Linked DNA regions of Rattus norvegicus: region 2 is linked to region 1. A link is a contact called in public Hi-C data. All regions are on one chromosome and are shown on one strand. Each heading gives the region's core, a stretch centred on a gene start, on an enhancer-like site or on the middle of the called end of the contact. The rest is flanking DNA. Distances are from core to core; before and after follow the strand shown. Region 1 overlaps Aff1 (ALF transcription elongation factor 1). Region 2 holds the start of Aff1 (ALF transcription elongation factor 1).

The links. Hi-C and Micro-C count contacts between places; a contact is called where the count stands out from the background.
Region 2: a contact with region 1 is called in a Hi-C map of liver, with 2.4 times the contacts expected there. The contact joins the promoter of Aff1 here to the enhancer-like site in region 1. A contact is called at or near these places in 11 of 12 Hi-C or Micro-C datasets (the A7r5 cell line, the Rat2 cell line, Schwann cells and 6 more) and 1 of 1 datasets of contacts at active chromatin or transcription factors (oligodendrocytes).

The regions. Positions count from the first base shown.
Region 1 is chr14:6,200,940-6,208,414 of GRCr8, forward strand. Aff1 (ALF transcription elongation factor 1) reads right to left here. Exons shown (of 20, transcript NM_001107206.1): 4 at 7,068-7,112; 5 at 4,047-4,133; 6 at 2,626-2,662; 7 at 972-1,023. Among named protein-coding and RNA genes, the nearest start is that of Aff1, 64 kb to the right of the region's middle. Within about 2 kb of position 4,557, at least 7 of the 93 cell types and tissues checked have an H3K27ac peak or open chromatin away from gene starts, as enhancers often do. A contact at or near this core is called in liver, where this site is marked.
Region 2 is chr14:6,265,666-6,272,547 of GRCr8, forward strand. It overlaps Aff1 (ALF transcription elongation factor 1), which reads right to left and starts at 2,948. Exons shown (of 20, transcript NM_001107206.1): 1 at 2,773-2,948. The coding sequence starts at 2,816.

The sequences.
Region 1 (7,475 bases), core at 3,307-5,806:
GTTCATCTATCTTTCTATGTTGACATGGAAATCAACCTCCACTGTGAGATGTAATAATAATATCTTTAACTCATCTGATATCTTTTGGAAGTGTCCTTCCTCCAAAACACAGGCAACAAATACTGAGCTCAAAAAAATAGAAGAAACAGGTTAGAGAGATGGCTCAGCGTAGAAGATCACTGGCTGCTTCTCCAGAGGACCAGAGTTCAAATCCCAGCACCTACATGGTGGTTCACATCCACCTATAACTCCAGTTCCAGGTGATCTAATGCCCTCTTCTAGACTCCTTGGGTACTGGGGACACACAGAAGAAAGCAGCAGGCCTTTGAACTCATGCAACGTCCATCTAACCTGTCAGTGCACGGGTGCGGGAGACCCACAGACACAGAGGGAGAAGCCTGAGGATCTCACTTCACTCAGTCCCTGGAAATTACTTCCAGGGGGAAGGCGGTAAAGAAATAGTGACTGGATACTTTTGAGAAACAAATTGGGTCAAAATGCTGAGGGAAACACCCATAGCATGAAAGCTAAGTGTTTCCAAAAACCCCATCTAGATGTGCCTGACCTGGACAAGACCAGCAGGGGGCAGAACAGGACGCTGACACTAAATGGGCTGGAAAACGGCAGAAGAATCTCATCCCGCACTTCTCCCAGAGTTAATTTCCAAAGCTAGGGCTACTTAAGTTCGAAGTTCTAAAAGCGAAAGCCTCTGGAGTTCCACGGTCGATGCATAAATAATAACTCAAAGCCTTTCTCTCCAGAAAACCCCTCAGCACATTCCCCTACAGCGCATAAACCTTGAATCTGCCATAACCAGGGTTATGCCCTCTACAGTGAAGCCCTTTCATGAACTCATGAACTGAGAGCAGGGGGAGGAGGGGCAGCCTACACAATGGACCTACAGGGGAAATCTCGACGCTGCAAATTATCAGATTTTAATGAATGAGGGTTCGTTTCCCATTTTTACTTACGATGTTCCTTGCTGGGGGTTGGGGTGGGTTTTTGAAGGTGCATCGTATTGTTCTGTGGGGAGGAAGATACAGTCAGAACAGCATGGAAACACGAGGTTTATACAACCGCTCGCTCTAAGTTCCCTCTTCTCTGCTTCTCCCGGTTACCCAGGCACATTACCGATCTGCACGTGACGCAGCCTCTCAGGCACGGCATTTACAGTCTCGTGAAAGAATGCTTATTCGGAAACAGAACAGCAGCAATGGACATTCAGCCAGAGCCACTCTGAACACAGAGCTTAAGAGTGGGATCCAACCTGCTCTTAACTGAGGGGGACGGTTCCTGTTCTTGGTGACAGTCGACTGGGCCCTCATGGGTGCGCCATGACAATTCTGTTCTCAAATCCCACCTGGCTTGACTCTCAGGTCCATCTGCGACTGCACAGCCTCTCTCCCATACCTGTCCCTCCTGGAGACAATCTCCCATGGCCTAATTCATTCACTTAGTGCCTATTTATAGACACCCCTGTAGAAACCAATATACAGACATCTGGCCCCGTCTGCAAACGTGCTTGCAGTTGCCCGAGGGACACTAAACAGGCCTACAAACATCTACAACCTAGGGCAGTCTGAGGTAAGTGCATGGGGCAATTATGTAAATTTACTGTCCTGAGATTGATTCCAGGATTGTAATGACCAAAGGCAAATTACGGAAAGTTTGCAATGGCTGGATCAGAGAGACCGTGTGGGGTTCTACCAGAGTGAAGACCTTCAGGAAGGAGAACCCATGAGGAGAGGTGGAGGGGTCAAGCCCTGGGTCTGTCCCAGGTGAGGTTGGGTGTACAGTGTGCAGTGGCCAGCAGGAACACCGGTGAGAGCCTAGCTCACAAAACCGGATCCAGGATAGAAAGTTCAGGGAAACAGCAGAGTGCTGCAGAGAGACTCATCCCTGAGGACTGCCCTGATGTACCCTAAAGGCGACCGAAAGTAAGGCAGTGTGCCAGCCGGGAAGCAACTGATTTGTCTGGACACAGGGTCCAGGGGACCAATGTTGGGTGAGCTACTCTTAAACCCTTCTGTGCTTGCAGCTACCCACTTGCTCCTCATGGTGGCAGCAGCTCTCACACTTTCAAATTGTTGTCCTGTGGCCTAGACATCTAGAGGCGGATCTGAGTTAGAGCCCAGCCTAGTCTGCAAAGTGAGTTCTAGGACAGCCAGGGCTACACAGAAAAGCCTTGTCTTGAAAAACAAGAAACAAGGGATGGAGAGACTAATTGGTTAGGAACACTGCTCTTCCAGAGGTCCTGAGTTCAATCCCCAGCACCCGCATGGTGGCTCACATCCATCTGTAATGGTATCCAATGCTCTCTTCTGGTGTGTGTGTGTGAAGACAGCTACAGTGTACTTGTACACATAAAATAAATAAATCTGAGAAACAAACGAACAAAAACTTTAAAAATGTTGCGTGTAATATTAACTAGTATTTGTTTAGAATTTAACGAAAACAGCTCACTTCATATTAAACCTACAGAGTGGCTCAGGGCTTTGTTCTGTTTCGTTCCTGTGGGCATTTGCTATGTGTGTATCATTACCAAGTCTGTTAACAATTATTAAAAGCAAAAGCAAAACACATCTCTCTTCTGTAAGGCGATACAAACTGTAGGCATTCACTTACTTTGGCTTTGGGTTGCAGAACTGATGTGCAGAGGATCCTAGGAAGAAAAGTTCACTGTTACAGCAGCACCGTGCAGACTTTATAGCAAACGACAGTTGCCTAAAACTCAAATGTAGAGAAAAGTGTACCAATAGTGACTGGGACAATCGGTCTATTCACCGCCTGCCTACACTTACATGTCACCACATGACAAAAACTGCCCGCCTCCCTCCTACATGCCACTGTGTGTGTGCCACAAACCGCCCGGGCCTCCAGTCAATCGCCAGTCACACTGAACAGAGGAGACAGACGCTGACCAATCTGATCTCTGCGTGGAATCACTTTCCTTGCTTCCAGGCTTTCTGAGAATTTACTTTTTCCTTTGGGTTTGGACAGTTGTTTTTGCATGGCTTAAGGCTTTATTTGAAAGCCATTATTAATGGATCTTCTTTGTTTAAAAGTATTGTTATTAAATACTTTGTTATATAATGTTAAATACTTTGTTATAGATTGTTAAATAATAATAATACTTTGTTTAAAAGTATTGTTATTATCGTTTAAAAGTATTAAATACGGGGATACGGGGTTTGTAGGTAGAGTGCCTGAAAACAAGGACCATAGAAAGGGTTCTTAGAAATCTGAATGCGTGCCCATCCAGCCAGACAGGCCCCAGTGCTCAGGATACTTTCTGAACGTGTGCAGTGGGAACTGAGAGCCGGCTCATGATTGGGAGGGGTGTTGGCTCTCCCACAGATCAGAGTTTGATTCCCAGCACCAACAGGATGGTTCGCAATCATCTAATACACCAGTACCGGGGGAGCCATCAGCCTCTTCTGATCTCTGTGGGCACACGAAGTCATGCATGCAGGCAAAAAACCCAGACTCAGAAAATAAAACAGAAAAATATATTTTAAAGTATAAGCCAAAAAGAAAAGGACGGCTGTCTCCATACGCCACTGAAAACATGTCCATAGCCTGTTTGGTTGTTTTGGAAACCAACATTAGTGTTAGCTGTTCACTTCCAAAAAAAAAAAAAAAAAAAAAAAAAAATTGAGGAAGTATGAGATAAGCAAGGTTTGTATGTGTCTAGAACCCAAACTCTAGTCAGTCTATCTCGCTTTGTTTCCCTCTCCCTATATTCTCTAGGGGATAGGCCGTCAAAACAGAAACTGGATTAAGACGTTCTGAATGCTGCAAGATGTATATAAAGCCCTATACGATTCTAGGACATTCTTACCAACATGAGAAGGAGAATAACGTATCTAAGAGCCTTGAAGTACCGTAAAAGCCAAACTGTGACCTTTAGCCCAGTCTCCAAAGATCCCAGCCATCAACGATCAGAGCAACACCCTGTATTCTCACGGTGGAGGAGACGGCACCAGCGGTACACCCGGCACTCCCTCTGCTCCAGATATCGTGCCTGTCGTGATTTATGGAATTACCTTTGTAGGGAAAGGAAATCTGGACGGCTCGGCTGTACTGGGTGTGTGTATGGCAGTCAGAGGAGACGGCCACGAGTGGGTCATTTCCTAGAAAGAGGTTTGGAAAAGGGAGAGAAGGCAAATGTAAGTGGAACATCGGGTTAGTTTTGAACTTACAACCTCGAAGTGGACTTGGAGATCCAAAAAAAAAAAAAAAAAAAACCACCTCACAGGCTCTTATTCCATTTGCTTTCGGAGCAATGCTTGTACCAGGCTACACTGGAAGCTGAACTTACAAAACTGACAAAGACCAGCTTAAGGGCAGTGGAGCAGAAACTGAACGGGCCCAGCATGGACGGCCATCACAGTGCACAAGAGCTCAGCAGGTGCCAGCAGGGCTCGGGCAGCCCTGGGCAGCCCTGGGCACCGAAGCAGCAGGCAGTGAGGGGAAGGCTGAGCCGGGAAGGGCCCCGGTTCAGCACATTCTGCCCCTAGCTTCTCCACTGAGCTTCCGGGAATTATTGAAGTTCAAAGGAAGAACTTTCCTGCTGGACTTAAACAAACAAGTCATTGAGGCCACTTGCTCCGCTCGGGAGGGTTCTAATAGATTTGACCCTTCCCTGGCAACACCTTCAGCGGGCTTCAGAAGCGGGACATTTACTTTCCCTAGCTAAACTTTAATCGTGACTCCCTATTTCCTCGGTTAAAGGCTACAAATTAATATGTTTCTCAGCACAATCGGGGAATTTACGTTGCTTTGCTTAAACACTTGAGGGGAGACAGGTATTGTTGATTAAGCACATAATCACAAACGTGCACATAAGTGTGTATACACACGTGCACACAAACACTTCTGGAAGAGAGCAAAAATGTTAGATAAGAATTTCACAAACGAAGAAACTTACTTTTGACAAATTTAAAATTAAAAAAAGAAAAGAAAAAAAAAAAGACCTAAATGACTAGCCTAAGCCCTGCAGGAAGCCAAGGCAATGAGGTCACGTGATCACAGTTAGCTGCAAAAGGACCTTAACAATCCCTGCGACTCTGTCCCCAGAGGCAGACCCTAGTCTCACTGCATGGCCTCCTCCCCCCTAGCACCCCATGCTCAAGGTGCCGCTTGGCTTCCCTTCAGTGATGTCATCCCAGCTCCCCGGTAACCCAAGGTGGCACATGTGGGGAGTGCACACGTGCAGTGCCTCGCTGGCCCTTCCTACTGCCCCTGTGAGCGGCCACAGCCACAGGCGAGAATGTTGGCCAGCATTGACTGAGCTCTTAGAGAGCTCTTAACCACCGAGCTGTCTCCTCAGCCCCTGGCGTGGGACCTGAATACTTCCTATTAAGAGTGTACTCCTGCCTCATCTTCTGCAGACCATCTGCTTTGCCCTAACTGGATCAATGTCAGCCAGGAAGAGTGGCCTGAATCCTGGGCTGCAGACATCACTAACTCTGACCGCTTATTCGGTGGGAATTATTTTGGTAAGTGAGTGGATACCTGAAGGCAAAAATACACCGAGTAGAAACTTAGAGGGAGGGGGTGATTTTTTGAAAGGCCGGGTGTGTAGCAACTCAGGTGTTGAGATTTGAGAATGCAACCCCAACCTCAGAAGCTGCACCACATTCAACTGAAACAGAGTTCCAGGCACTTCTTCGATCAGACGGCAGTGAGCTCTTTGCTGTACTTCTAAGTGTGGAAGTCGACGAAGAGCTTGAAACATCATCCGAATGTTTCCCGATAACTTATTACAATTGTGATATTTGTGACTTTTAACTACCAATCAGTTCTAACATCACCTGAGGCCTGAGAAAGCTGGCAGCTGAGAGGTACAGTAACTCTTGTGGACTCTAGGCCGTCTGTGGTAGTCCGGAAGAACGTCCACTCTTCCCAAAACGCCTTAGGCATTACATTAGGGAAACTGGAGCTTTAGTGAAACTCACAATGGAGAGTGTAACCAATATTCCTGTCTACTGGCTGCAAATAGCAGCACTGCTTAGTATCTTTGCAGTGAAGGTGGGGGGTATCAGAGTCAAATTTGGGGCAAATATGTATTTTAGAGAAAAAATAATGAACAGTAGAGATTAAAATCCACAGATCTAGAACTTAAAAGAACCAAACGTTACAATAAAAGATACAAGAGTATTATTAAGACCAACAGAAGCAAATCATAAGTCATAGAGGAAATAAGAAACACAGAGGAAACCCCCCCCAGGTTATTACAACTGCTGAACACAAGCAAGAAATTAATCTTGAAATTCCTAGGAATCAAAGAAAAGAATGGGTCATGTGACAGTTTGTGCAGTTTCCTCTGACTTGAGGGAAGAAAGCTCATAGTTCAAGAATCTACTAAGGTTAATTTTGTTTTGTTGTTTTTTAAAGGAATACATCATTCCAGTGCAAGAAAACCAGAGCAAGTGGGTAATGTATGTGTGGGCACAGGTGGGTAAGGTGTGTGACAATACACTTACAGGAGGCAATGCACACAGTGATACATTTATAGCAACAAGGTGCTCGCACGACCCAAATAAACAAGCAAACAAAAACAACCCAACGTGGAAGTCTGAATATGACCCTCCATTTCCGTGTGTGCATGCGTGCCTGTGCGTCACAGGATCTCACTGAGTGTCCATGGCTGACCTGAGTCACACAGATCACCTTCCCGCTTCTGCAGTGGAGTTCTAGACTAAAGCATCCACCATCACACTAGCGTCCACTCATTTCAAGTTTCAAGATCTCAAGAAAGAGGTCGTATGTACCAGGTTTCACTGCATAAAAAGCTAGACCATGGACACAGGGCTATTTAATGCTGTGCCCGTAAAAGGTGTTTCTTCTCTGGGAGATGAGCACAGCCCTCAGTCTTTATGGGAAAGCAGAACTTGAGGATTTCAAAAAACACTGCTCTAAATTCTTGTTGTTTGTAAACTTCATCTCAGCGAGTAAAATCTGCTAGAGCGCTGGACCGGCACTGCTCACTAGAGTGGACTCACGTGGGTGTGCATCTGAGGGGTACGGTGCTTCTTCAAACGATACAGTAATTATCAACTCACCTTCAGAATCTCTTCAACACAGTGGACTTCATTGGAGTACGGCTGCTGCAAAGGAAGCAAGAGAGAGCTCGATTTAAAAACCTCGACAGCGCTGGGAACTGATGACAGTGGTGGGTTGGCTTCAGGACCCACCCTTTACTACTGGAACAATAGCAACTGCCCTGAGGAGGAAGGCACCATCAACTTCATCCTAGGGAAGAGCTGGAAGCTGGAGGCACCCCCTCTGTCTGTATTCATGTGCGTGTACGTGTGCATGTGTGTGCATGTGTGTGACATCTATGTAGGTACTCCCAGAGAAGCCAGCAAAGGAGGCTGTCACAATCCCTGGAACTGGAGTTACACACTAGGCTGTAAGCTGCATGGCAGGGTGTTATGAATCAAACCCGGGTCCTCTGGAAGAGTAGTATG
Region 2 (6,882 bases), core at 1,698-4,197, 63 kb after region 1:
GCTATATAATCTTAGTTTTAAAGCAGCTACTGAGCCCATAAACACTTAGCACTCTCATTCACAACTGATATGGGAATACCAGAAGCTGACAGCATCCTGCCTTGAGCCACATAGAGAAGCGAATGCAGCTGAGCTCATTCAAGTCCGCTTTAAATCAGGACCTGTTGGGCTGGAGAGATGGCTCAGCGGTTAAGAGCACTGACTGCTCTCCCAGAGGTCATGAGTTCAATTCCCAGCAACCACATGGTGGCTCACAACCATCTGTAATGAGATCTGGTGCCCTCTTCTGGCCTGCAGTCACATAAGCAGACAGAATGCTGTACATAAAAATAAATGAATAAATCTTTAAAAAAAAAAAAAAAAAAAAAAAAAAAAGGACCTGTTCCTGATTCACTTCCACTCCTGCAAGACCCCCGTCTAAATTCCCACCTCCAAATATGTCTATGCACAATGAAACTACTTGGGGTAGGTTTGGTGGAGTTTCTCCCCCCCTCCCTTTTTTTTTAAAATTGTGTATACTTTGGCCTGTATGTATCCTAACTGCCTGCCTGAGGTCCATGGAGGCCAGAAGGGTCTCTAGATCTCCTGTAACTGGAGTTACAGATGGTTGTAAGCTGCATGTAGGTGCTGGGAACAGAACTCCAGTCCTCTCTAAGAGCAGGAAGTGCTCTTAACTACTATGGTTAAACAGTGAGCTGTGAAGAATCTCTAAGTCCACTGAGCCTGACCATCCAAGTTCACTGTCATGACAGTAAATCTTCAATCCACTACAAGACACATGCTAGTGGTTTTAGTATCACAAAGAATGCTTCCATTTCTCTTAGCACTTTTCAAGAAACTTGGCCTGACTTTGGGGGCGTCCTGAAATCCAAAAATATCTTCAGTCCTTCTCCATACATTCAATTCAAATCTCAAAGGGTTGTCTACTCTACCACACAGCACACTATGCCTTCACAAGCTCGGAGCACACTTGAGGCAAAACCGAAGGGATGTTTACAACATGGTATGTACTCTCCACACGCAGGCTAAGAAAACAACCAACCATGATGCTCTGTGGTTTTTGTTTCTAGTGCCAGAGCATGTGACCAGGCCAGGTAAAGGACGCCGGAGTCTTGGCTGATGTGTTGAGCAGCCACATTGATGCCTGAGATTAAAGATGCTGCACCGAGCAGACTGCAGAGATCGCTTTCTGGCTCTTACTCTGAGGTTTTGCAGCTGCTGGAGCAGAAGCAACAGTAAGCAGGAAGTGCTACATTGTAGCGGCTATGCAGTCCGTCTGGGGTCAGGCATGTTGCACCTGTGTGACCTGGTTAGGCCTCAGTTTCCTTAACTGCCAAGTGCAAATAATAAAGCACTTGCCTGTCTTATTTAGGTGAGCGAAGAGGCAATCTAATCACAGCAGCTTACCGCTGTGTCTAGCAGACACAGGTCCCAATTTATCGTTCATCTCATTTTACCTCTGACATTAGTTTAAGGGCTCAGGAATGGGAACAATAGAACTAAGGTGCAAATCACCACGCTCTGCCGGCTTCAACGATTTTATGGAGGTTCGTTAATCTCAAGTTGTTTGCCACGGGATCCTGGGGCAGTGCGATTCTTAGGGGCACTCTGGGGGTAATATATTTAATACAAGTAAATTACACAATACAAAGGAAACAAATGATCTAGAAGAGTCTTTACTAAAATGCATTACTGACAAAGTAGCGAAAATAGTTTGGGGGGTGTTGAGACAGAGTTTCTCTGTGTAACAGCTCTGGCTGTCCTGCAACTCTCCTTGTAGATCAGGCTTTCCCCAGAACTCATGGGGATCCTCCTGCCTCTGCCTTCTGAGTGCTGGGATTAAAGGCGAGTTCTGGGATTAAAGGCGTGGGCAACCATATCCTGCTAAAATAGCATATTTTTATTACTAGCCAAGGAAGACAAACGGCTCCTTAATTTGAAGCGATGGGAAACGTTAGGGATTGAAGGCATTGCAGTCACTGTGATGTTACGAAAATCTACAGGTTCTGTTTATGCTAAAAGCTAAACGTTACTTTTTGGTTAGCATTTAGCAAAAGGTTTTATAAAGATGCAACTTCTGTTCCCCATTCCTTTGTTCCCTTAGGAACCCCTTCCTTCCAACACCCAATAAAATGGAGACACCATTAAGCCAGTTTGAAAGGATTAAACTTGTTTTTAAAGTAAAACGCACTTAGGGGGTTTTCTATTTAGAGAAGTTCCTTCCTAGAAAGTTTTATCTCTTAGAAAAATTCAAGTTATATCTACTCAGTCTCTAACGTTTACAAATCTACTGCCCTCCATGATCTTCAGACCTAAAATTAGTTCAGCTCAGCGTCCAGATAGGTCACCAAATCACTATCCCGAATCAAGTATTAGACTAAAGAGCCTTTCCATAATTGTAAACCTGTCAGCAGCCACACTGCCTTCTGGCGAAAGAAAGTTTTGAAAAGATACGGCGGCCCCGTTTTCCCTGACTACCAACAGCTGTAGAGACCAAAGCCGGATGAAACCCAACACCCTGAATCTTGGGGCAATCACCGGTGCGCGGTCAAATTTTAAGGTTCCTTCTTAAACCTGCAAACCCCAGAGAAGGCAGGACTCGGCCCTTGCTGTACAGGGCGCTCCCCTGACAGCAACTGCGGGTCATTAGCCAGACTCCCCTTCACCAACCCGTCGCATTCCGGCCTTTGCCTACTCAGCAGATTCACTCCGACTGTGCCGTTTTATGTGGAATCGTACATTCTAGCAGGGAAAAAAATCTTCATTGCTCACCAGGCAAATTTCCCTCTCTCTCCAGGGCGAATTTTAGTTTCCATTAAGTGCGCTTCCAAACTTCTGACGACGCCAAATGGCCAACTAGGAGAGCCGGATGAGAGTGCACAGGGCACGCCAATGAAAATCCAGGCTCCGGCAGACCCGAGAAACCAACTTCACTTCCCGAAAATAACAGTTCTTCGGGTCAGAAACGGGATCTTTAACCTCAACTTTCCGGGCGGTCCCTTTGCACCCGGTGCAGACACTGTTTTCTGCCCGACACTCCGGGGATGAGATAGCAGCGATCCAGCGGCTTCCTGCGGTCCCCGCCCCCCGACGTCTCCTCACTCCCACCCGCGCCGCCCCTGCCCCGGCCCCGTGGCCACTCTCGGGTCCCTGACGCCCCCTGCGCAAGCCTCACCTGGAGTGGGCTGCCATGGCTCGGCTCACACTGCCTGGCGTCCCAAGTCCATCAGCGCGCTCGCCCCGCGGGCTCCCACCACCAGCTCTGGGTTCAGCATCGGCCCCAGCCGTCGGCGATACTGCCGGGCAGACGCAGCGCTCTCTGCCGCCGCGTCCTCAGCTCTGCGTCCTCAGCACCGCCTCCGCCCCCCCCCCCCCCCGAGCCTCAGCTCGCGCCGAGCCTGACGGACATCCGGGCACCGGGGGCCGCCGGGCGAGCCGCACCTCCCTAGAGCCCGGGGAGCAGCGCTCCCCGTCGCCCTGGGGCACTCTCGGGTCACCAGAGACCGAGCGGTGCGTGGGCGCCACCCGCGGCGGGGTCCCCACTCCCGGTTCGCCCGCACTTCGAGGGCGATGAGCGCGGCGCTCGGCTCCCCTCGAGTGCTCGAGCTTGCCGGGACCCCCCCGCGGGCTCCGCGGTGGTACGGCCCGCCTCCTTTTAAGGGCAGCGCGCTTGGCCGCCACTACCTCCGGCTCCGCCGGGTGGAAACGCGCGCTGCAGAGACCCCAGAGCTCGGGCTGGGACCTCGGGGTCCCGCTGCCGTGGGGGTGTGCCGGGAGTGGGAGCACTCGATCACGGCCCTCGCTGCTTCTGGCCGCCCCCGCGGGGCTTGCCCTCGGAAACATCGGAGATCCGCAAGCAACCCTTCTTCAACTTTGCTTTCAGTTTTGAAAGTGCCCAGAAACAAGTGTTTATACAACGACTTCCCTCTTGGGGCAATATGCGGATTACACAGAAGACAGCCATTCAGGGAAGTCCGCTAATAAATTAAAAGAATTGCTTCCCTCCCCAAACAAAAACCATGATGCAAACCAACGTAAACGCTCGAAAGCACAATCGAAAATTGCGTCAACTCAGACACAGGAAAGACACCAGGCTTTGCCTGGGAAGCGGCTAGAACGACGGTGGGCCGAAAGGCAGGGAGAAGACTTAACTTGGGCATTCAGGACCAGCCTGCTGATGAAAGGACACTTCCTTGGTGCGCTCCGGGTTCGACCAGGGACTCACCGCATTATATTGTTCATGTAACTGATAGCCCAGTTCCTAAAGACTGCAAGGTTCCGCACTAACTGCAATGTAAGGTCTCCAGACTCCTGGGAGGGCCTCTCAGAGGTTAGAACCACTTACATAAGAACACAAGACAATGCTTGTCTTTCACTCCGCTGGCTTTAGCTCTACTGGTGGAGAACGACTGACGCCTTCACAGGAATGAAGGCTGTGGTAGCAAGTGAGGCTACTTGCCAGCCACCGCTCTCTTCGCCACGTACATTAGTAGTTTGGGGAACTCGTGTACTTTAGGAATGCCCTTGATGAGGTAACTAGTCCTTTGAATCTTGACTCTGAAGTACGGGTCTTTTTTTTTTCCCCTGTCTCTCCCTTCCTCCCCCTCCCCCCTCCTCCTATTCTTCCTCCCCCTCCTCCTCTTTCTGACAAAACAGAAAGTGCACAGAAAGCCCTGTTCTGAGCTCAGAAGCACAGCAGCGGCCCTGAGGCTGATCCCGTGTGAAAGTGACTGGAGAGAGAAACCAACCAGAACTAGTTGTTTCTTCGTGGACCATGTCTCCTTGAGATAACAATTCACAGGTTTTCTGACTTGGGCATCCGGCAAGTCTCTCTTCTAGGAAAACAACTTTCAGTGTTTATTGCAAAGATAAGGTTTTACCTTCTAAGCATTTGGGGAAGCTTGCCACAGGTGAGGCAGTCTCCTAAACTGTCGGAGCACCATGACAACAGAGAAAGAGATTCACAGCACCTGCTAGACTTAAAGAGCAATAGGTTCCAAAATCATGCCTGAGGGACTGGAGAGAGGGCTCATCTGCTCTTCCAGAGGACCCAGGTTCAATCTCTCTCTTAGCATCCATGTTGTAGCCCTTAGGTGTCCTTAACTCCAGTTCCAAGGGATCAGAAACCTTCGTCCTCTGTTTGCAGGAATCAGGCACACACGTGGCATACAGGTATACATGCACACAGACCACTCATACACATAAAAATAAGTAAATCAGCATTTAGAAACCCTCCATGAGTAGGTGAGAGATCCTCTTGAGAGTTTGAGAACGATGCTATAAAAATAACTTCCTGGAAGGAGAGACTCACACCAATAATTTTACCCAGCTGCCTTGGAGGCTGACGCGGGAGGATCAAAATCTCAAGACTTTCTTGGACTGTATAGAGATAGTTCATGAAATAAAACAGGACAGGTTGTGGTGGTATAGGCCTTTAACTTCAGCATTCAGGAAGGCAGATCTAATTCCAGTATAGTCAGGGCTACACAAAGAAACCCTGTCTCAAACACCAAACAAACAAACTTAAAGACATACAAAATGATACACATAATTCTATGGAAACACTAAACCATTTTCTAAGGGACGTATGATGTCATTCATTCAAAATCTGCTATAAATGGCATTAGTATTATACTTAGGAGAAAGGCCCATCTGAAGAAAACCAGCATCTCACACCTTTCTTCTGCATGCATAGTCCTGTTTCAACCCTGTACAGATTTATTATAAAATAAAAATCACTAAAAATTTATCGAGATGTGGATGGCAAAAATAGGTTGGACACAGTCACATATACCTTTAACCCAGCACTCAGGAAGCAGAGGCAGGCAGAGCTCCATGTTCCAGACCAGCCAGCATTACATATGAGAATCTATCTAATAAAACATTTTTTTAAATTTATTTTCAGGTTGCGTATGGCTTGGCAGAGCCTTCCTAGCTACACCAGGGCATCGTTTGTCTGACCCTCACGCCGCAAAATAAATAAACAAGTGACTACACTCTCATCTCTCAACAGAGAATTGTTGAGACAATTTAAATATAAAATGACAAGAAAAATACAGCAAATATCTACATGGAAATGGAATAGGATTTGAATTAGACCTTATAAGAGTCCCTGAATGCTAAGTAGTTTGTAATGTAAGTCAGAATACTCCAAAAATCTCACTAATAATCTACTCATACTAGGAGAAGTCCAGGAGACTCTGCCCCAGAGGATGCTGGGAGTAAATTACCGAGAGGCCAGAATGGCACTTGGTACCACGTACTCTACAATCTCCATGTACAGGACCCAAGGTTTAGTTCAGCAATAAAAGTAAACAAAGCCCACTTGAGAGGCTTAGACCATACAAAATCCTTGGAAGCCATACCTTGGTGAGGCTCAGTTTCCCTGATATTTGTCTCGGGAGCACCTAAGATCAAGCCTGCTGAAGTCTAGCTGCAGAAATGACGTACACCTTTAGTTCCAGCACACAGGCAGAGGCAGAGGAAAGTGGGTCACTTTGAGGCCTGGTCTATGTGGCAAGTTCTAAGCCAGCCAAAAACTACGTAGAAGACTATCCCAATTAATAATTGATTCATTAAAAGGTTTAAATGTAGAGTTGCCTTATTATCCAGCAGATGTTCTCTTAATGAGAGAAAGCTACTGTGGGACAACACAGCACAAATCACCCACACAACAGAAGAACAACTTTCCATTTCTACCTTACTCCCACGGAGCCCGGGGTGCTCAAGTTAGCAGAGAGGGCAGGTTTTACAAGGTGAGTGGGTAATCATTGTACCTCCTGAATGCTGGTAAGACCTTTTCATTAGCTTTTTAAATTAATGAGCTTTAAAAGTAACTCTCTCCTGTGCACGTAATGCTAACAACACACAGTAGATGTGATT